Linked DNA regions of Mus musculus: region 1 is linked to region 2. The links are chromatin contacts, called in public HiChIP or PLAC-seq maps. All regions are on one chromosome and are shown on one strand. The core of a region is the stretch at or near the end of the contact, and the rest is flanking DNA. Distances in the headings are between cores, read along the strand shown. Region 1 has its middle 46 kb from the start of Gm11426. Region 2 has its middle 73 kb from the start of Ccl1.

Region 1 (3,312 bases), core at 157-2,656, 430 kb after region 2:
TTTGTTTTTGTTTTTTTGTTTTTTGAGACAGGGTTTCTCTGTGTAGCCCTGGCTGTCCTGGAACTCACTCTGTAGACCAGGCTGGCCTCGAACTCAGAAATGCGCCTGCCTCTGCCTTCCAAGTGCTGGGATTAAAGGCATGCGCCACCACCGCCCAGCCAGTCACTTCTTTGGTATCACACAGTCTGGGACAAATCCCCCCTGACCCCCACCCCCTGTCCATTCTGCTTTCTTCCCCCTGAGAGGCCCCAAGGAAGCTGAGTAGAGCAGCCTGGATCAGCACGAGTCTCTCCTGCTACACCTAGAACCTCAATGAAACACACTACTGCAGCCAGCCTGGCCAGAAGGATACAGGCCCCCAATGAGTACAATGTAGAGTCCCAGTCCCCACCACTACCCTATGCAGAGAGCACTTGACCAAAACTCTGTTTGCTCATCTGTAAAATGAGCTCAAACGCTTGCTTGGTAAGGCTGCTGTGTAGACTCGTGGCACAACGCGTATGGAGCTGACACCCCAAACCCCCTCATTAACCAGACATGAAGGAACACGTCTGCTGTCCCAGCACCAGAGGGGATTGTCGTGAGTTGGTAGCCAATCTGGGCACAAAAGCAAGTTCCGGAGCCAGCCAAGAATCACAGAGAGAGAGAGAGAGAGAGAGAGAGAGAGAGAGAGGGAGGGAGAGAGGGAGAGAGAGAGAGAGGCCAAGCCAGCCGATGGTAGCACACGCCTTTAATTCCAGCACTCAGGAAGCAGAGACAGCCTCACTGAGTTAGAAGCCAGCTTGGTCTACAAAGTGAGTTCCAGGACAGTCAGGGCTACACAAAGAAACCCTTCTGAAAACGAACAAAACCAAGTCAGATTGGTCAGAGGAAAATTGGGGGATTTTATTTTGTCTGTAAAACAAAACAAGGCTTGAGCAGGAGCAAGGCAATTGTCTTGGTTACGGTCACTATTGCTGTGATGAAACACCATGACCAAAGCCACTAGGGAGGAAAGGGGTTATTTCAGCCTACAGCTCCTGGTAATAGTCCATCATTGAGGGAAGCCAGGCTACAAACTCAAACACAACAGAAACCTGAACACGAGTTGACGCAGAAGCAATAGAGGGTACTGCTCCTCATGGCTTGCTCAGCCTGCTTTCTTATAGAACCCAGGCCCACCAGCCCAGGGCTGGCCCCACCCACAATGCGCTGGGCCCTCCCCCATCGATCACTAATTAAGAAAATGCTTTACAGGCTTGACATCTTAGGGCTGCATTTTCTTAATTGAGGTTCCCTCCTCTCAGATGATTTTCGTTGTGTCAAGTTGGCATAAAACTAGCTAGCACGGAAGCAGAGTGCTTGCCTAGCTTGTGTAAGCGAGCAAGGCCTGGGTTCCATCCGAACAGCATACACACAAGCACACACGCATGTGCGGGCACGCATGAGGAAAGGAAGCATGCACCACCGGTCATCAGAGTCACGCTCGGCAGCCCCTCCTATTCTCCCGTTCCCCTTCAGCCTCATCCCCATGAATGGCCCAAATCTTGATCTAATACTGCTGCATGAAAGAAGCCCCAGGCCGCTGTGAGAGCCATTAAGGCAGCATGGCCTCTGTCTACTAAGGACCCAGCACAGGGCCTCTGCTGATTAACCTACTCTTAAGCACCAGCCTCATTATCTGAGACTCCTGGTCCCTGCTGGTCCCTCTGCTTCTATTTTTTTGTTGTTGTTGTTTGTTTGTTTTCGATCAAGCAGCCATACAGCTGCACCCTAAGTCTCAAACAGCCTTTTGCTGTTGTAATCAAATAAAACTTACAACAAAGCGCATTAGCCCCACATGGGCGCTGCGTGCCGTGATTAGCCTGCTCCTCGGAGATAAGCTCGCTAGTAAGCAAAGGCTGGGAGAACATACATTTGTTTTCATCCTTTGTTGATTCTTCCAAGTCTTGAAATGGCGAAGGCTTTAGATTTAATCCGTGTCCCAGACACACGTGTGGAAGTTCACTCTCAATGAATTCCAAGGACATCCAGTGTGCTTTGCACCCCACCCCATCCCAACACACACAGGGTGAGCTGTCTGGACCTTTTGAGGATCTCTTCCTATTCCTCTGCTCCAAGGATGTGTAGAGTATCGTTCAGTCCTTTGGTCTCATAGAGGTATGGATAACGCAAACCAATATGGCCTTCTAGTCCGTGTGGCTTGCATTCTGATCCTGTGTGAAACAAATCAGTCGCTTAGGTTCTCAAAACCACAGTTCCTTTCTCTGTACCTGGGTGGGTATAAGGATAGGTGGAAGCACCCTCACTTCAGGACACATGGTACTGTCTCCAGCATCACTCACACTGGGCCCCAGCTCTGCCTCTTCCAATCTGCATCCTTTGCTTTCTCCTAGCTCAGGGCTCCTTTTCTGTCCAATCAGCATGGAATTGGTGCCTACCACATAGTGTCGAGGTAGGGACTAAAAAGGATACCCCACAGAAGATGCTGAGAAGAATGTCCGCTGTGTGCAAGAACACAAATCCATTGTGTGGCAGTTGGCATTGCGGCTTGCCCTGTTTTCCAGCCTGTAGGTTATCCTCCCACCTCCACAGGGCACGGTAGTCTCAGACCCCGGCCCCTGACAGGCAGTTTGGAGGACAGCTAAGATTGGCTTCCATTAGGGCAGGTCTGGGGCTGTAAGTGTAGAATTGGGGCAGGGAAAGGTTGGGAAAGAAACGAGAGTGGTGGGAGCCAGGGGTGAGGTAAGAGAGACTCCAAGCCTTCAGGCTGCAACTGAATGGAACTGGTATACCTGAAAATGTGGGTCTTTGCCCTTGGTGGTTCTAGGAAGAAATACCCAGCAGCCTTGACTTTGAAACGTACTCCACTCAACTGTGAATGAATAATTTACAGCCTTTGATCTTATATTGCTGAGGCGAAGGAGAGGGAGAAGACCACGAGGTCTGTGGGTACCACAAGAGAAGAACGCAGCACTTAACCCTCTCTGCCTACCTAGGCTTTCAAGCCTCCTATAGAGACCATTCTCAGGATTCATGCATTAGAAGTCCCGTGGTTTCTGCCCCATTGTGGGTCTTAGGCTCCTATACATCAAGGCCACCAGAATATGTTGGGGGTTAACACATCACTAAGACCAGAGGAGAAGACAAAAAAAAAAAAAAAAAAAAAAAAAAAGGTTGTAAGCACAAGACAGGTATTGAACTGTTCTCATCATTGCCAAAGTCTCAGTCAGGTTGCCCCCACTTAGCTCCAGACCTTGTGTCAAGTCTCTCATGCAGAAAATATCAACAAGTCCTTTCTTCACTAGCGTGGGTGTGAGGGACAGTAACAGT
Region 2 (3,406 bases), core at 370-2,869:
TGGTTACGAAGCTGGGAGCCACCTCCTAGGGAAGTCTCATAGCTCCAGTGGACCGGCATGAGATCCTCTTGTGTTCCCAGCCTCAGGTCTCTTCTCCCAGTCACACAAACATAACCTGGGCCTGTGTTCTTCTGTTATAAAGTCCCTTGATACCTAAGATAGGGACAGTTAAAAAAAGGGGGGGGCTGGAGCCCCTCAGTGTGTGTGAAGAACATGTGTGGACATCCAGGTCTGAGAGTGGGAAAAAGCAGGACTCCAGTGTTTATCATCTCTTGCAGTGCCTGGGCTGTGCGGAGGACACATGTCAGAAAGCTTAGGCTTCCCACCCAAACCCCCAACGCCACAGTGACCAAGTATAGGCTGCAGGGACTCTTGCGGAATCCTCCTGGAATTTGAGCAAATCACCACTTACATACACCCCATTGTCTCTCCGTGTAATGGGGTCCACCCTAGCAACTGCCTGACAGCTGTGCCCCAGGCACACTACAGTGTCAGATGAATAGCCCCTTCCCTTTGTTTCCTGTGCAGCACACAGTAGGTGTTCTGTGAGCATTGCCCAGACACCCTCCTCCCTCTGAAGACAAAGGAGGGACGGGGTGGTCCAGCAGTGTAATATCAAACCTGCTAGAGCCGCTCTTACAGAATGTTCCCTAGGATCTCACCCATGTGTATGTGTGCTTGCTGTTCTGGCCCCCTCTCTCTCTCCCTCTCCCCCTCCCCCTCTCTCCCCTCTGTCCCCCACACTTCCTCCTTACCCTTTCTCCTAACTCACTCCCACCAGCCTCTCCAGGCCCCACATCTAGGCTGTAGATTCATCATCTGCCTCCTCTACAGCAAGCTTAGTTAGATATAGCCAGTGGTCACACTTGGCAAGTCAACACTAGCTATACTCTTGGAGCCCCAGACACTGGAGAAGGACCATCTGTGACCATCTGGCTCCTGACCTAAAGCTGGTGCTCCAGTAACAATGACTTAGCATTTCTAGTCCCACCTCAGATCTCAGCCACTGATGTTCTCAAGGCTCCCCAAACCCACCTTGCCTCTTTGTTTAGGCTTAAACAAGACCCATCACCCTTCCCTGTGCAGCTAACATGCTTTCTACTAGAGGCCCCTAGAATGTCCTCTCCCTCTCCCTCACATGCTGATGACAGTTCCTGGGTTTGTGGTTCGAGGGGGACACGGGGTGAATGGATTGTCCTTTGAGATAGGAGGTCTATCAGAAGAGTTACTGACACCACAGGTGGACAGATGGACAACAGAATGGCAGGGGCTTTGGAGGAGAGACCTCTGGCCCCTGAGCCAGAGTTAACTAGGTAGGTCTCTTCTTAAGGGTCCCAGAGGAAGAAGGAAGTTTCATGCTCTGTGAATAGTTCACAGCATGTGCCCTGCCTGTAATCTGAGGGAAGGAACATAAAACTCCAAAGAGGTGGGGGAAGTGGGGAAGTGCACACATCTAGCTGAATGGTGCCCTTTTTACAGTAACCCTTTCATGGCCCAGATTCTGATGTCCTTAGAGAAATGAGACTATTACTTGCCATTCTCCTGGGATCTGTGCACCTGGGGAGTATGTTGAAGGGTCACATATTCACTGAGAGGCTCTCATCAAGGGCTTGTCATTTTCTTCACAGCAGCTGTGAGAAGGAGGCTGTTGCCGGTAGGTGTGGCCTGATCAGCCCCTAGCTTGCATCTAACAGGTGCAGCTTCCAGACTCTTTATGCCAGCACTCATCTAAGTCTACTTAGCCAAAGGTATCTGCCTGGATGGGCGTTTGTCTAAGTCAGCATCCAGGTTTGTATATTAGCTATGACATAGGCACCAATAGTGTCTCGCCCAGGAACAGAGTAGGTATGATGTGGGGGTTCTTCAGGATGCTCAGGGGATTCGGGTGTGAAGCATAAATGATGCGGTGATGCTGAGATGCCGGGCACAGGGTGAGAGGTACACTTCAGCCTGCATGTGCACAGTGGGGCCTCTAGTGCGCAGGCCTTCCTGTACAAAGTCCAAGGTGCAATCGTTCCATACATCAACATCCCTGAGCCTCCCAGTGATTGAACAAGCCTAAGCTCTGCTCCCAGGCTCCAGTCCCAATGGGTGCATGAAACCCCTCTTAAAAACCAATTTAAAAACTCTGAGTCATGAGAGTGTGCTCTTCCCCTTCCAGAGCATCATTCACCACCATCATCTTACAGTCTCCTGGAAACCTTGTCCTCTTCTTCAGGAAGGGGGCTTGGGAGTACAGCCCATTTGAGGCTGACTTGTGAATCAAATCCCATCTTGAGATCCTAACTCCTAACCTTCAAGGTAGGGTATGGAAGGTTCCTGGGCACGTAGGATCCGCTGGGATAAGAGCTCCATCAAACCTCAGGCTCTCCTTCTCCCAGTGCTTCCTTCTCTGTCAGACAAGAGCCAGAATGATCCCACCAACTCAGTACTGAGGATGCCGACAGATAGATTTCCTCCAGCTGAGCTCAAGCTCGGCTTCCTTCAGGGATTTCTCTCTGAAGGTCCACTCCTACCCCACATCCAGGCCCTGGAATGTCCCCAAGCCACACAGTGCCTGTTTGCAGGTCTGTCTTCTGTCTCCACAGCAGCCTCTGAGCCTTTTTACAACAAGGACAGGGTCTCATTCATCTCGGGGCTGCTGCTTGGCACAGTGCCCAGCACATCTTAGCAATTTCAGAAGCTCTCCTGGACGTCTGAATGAATGAATGCATGAATGACTAGCCTAGGACACGAACCAAGTCTGTACACAGTTATTTTGAAACTGGTAATATATGGGAGAAAGACTTGGTGAATGCTGGGGTAGGGGTGGGGAACTGGCCTCAGGCCTTATCCCTTCTACCTGGCTAGTCCTTGGGTTAATTTCCAACAGGTGGAGTGGCTGTGCAGAGCAGAAAAAGTGAGCCTTGGCCTGTGATGGGTCCTATAGCAATCAGCCCTGCCCAGGCCCTCATTCCTATCTGTGCCCATAGAGGAGGCCACCTTGTCTGTGAAAGCCAATATGTTTTGCTACTGTCCCTGCTGGGAGAAGAGAGATCCTGACCTCTACTTGCCTGCCTGTATACTGCTCCTTTGCTGAAGCCCCTAGGGGATCCTCCTGCAGTACCTTGGAAATGATTCCGCGGAGAGTTGCCATCCCTGACTTTTTCTGCAAACTGTAAAAGCTTGAGCCGGTCCTTGCTCTCCATACCCCTTGTTCATCTGCTCTGTGGCCAGTAGCCAAGTATGCATACTAATATTAACAGTCCTAATGGGCCCTAGCTTGGTCGTCTCGCTTACAAAGCACTTTTAGACCCATCATCAGAGCTGATCTCAAACCAGTGTGGAGGGCATAGCAGGGCTGTAGCTAGTGCATCACCATCTTAGTATGGGGAGAAACTAAGGATCTGGGAGAGGAAAGGATCGG

Evidence for each region. HiChIP or PLAC-seq counts read pairs in DNA pulled down with a chosen protein or histone mark.
Region 1: an H3K27ac HiChIP or PLAC-seq map of large pre-B cells shows a contact between it and region 2, with 5 times the contacts expected there. The contact joins two enhancer-like sites. A contact is called at or near these places in 6 of 484 Hi-C or Micro-C datasets (B cells, cerebral cortex, embryonic stem cells and 3 more), 1 of 115 datasets of contacts at active chromatin or transcription factors (large pre-B cells) and 1 of 9 other capture datasets (embryonic stem cells).

The regions. Positions count from the first base shown.
Region 1 is chr11:82,677,330-82,680,641 of GRCm38.p6, forward strand. No RefSeq gene overlaps it. Among named protein-coding and RNA genes, the nearest start is that of Gm11426, 46 kb to the left of the region's middle. Within about 2 kb of position 1,407, at least 10 of the 459 cell types and tissues checked have an H3K27ac peak or open chromatin away from gene starts, as enhancers often do.
Region 2 is chr11:82,250,967-82,254,372 of GRCm38.p6, forward strand. No RefSeq gene overlaps it. Among named protein-coding and RNA genes, the nearest start is that of Ccl1, 73 kb to the left of the region's middle. Within about 2 kb of position 1,620, at least 11 of the 459 cell types and tissues checked have an H3K27ac peak or open chromatin away from gene starts, as enhancers often do.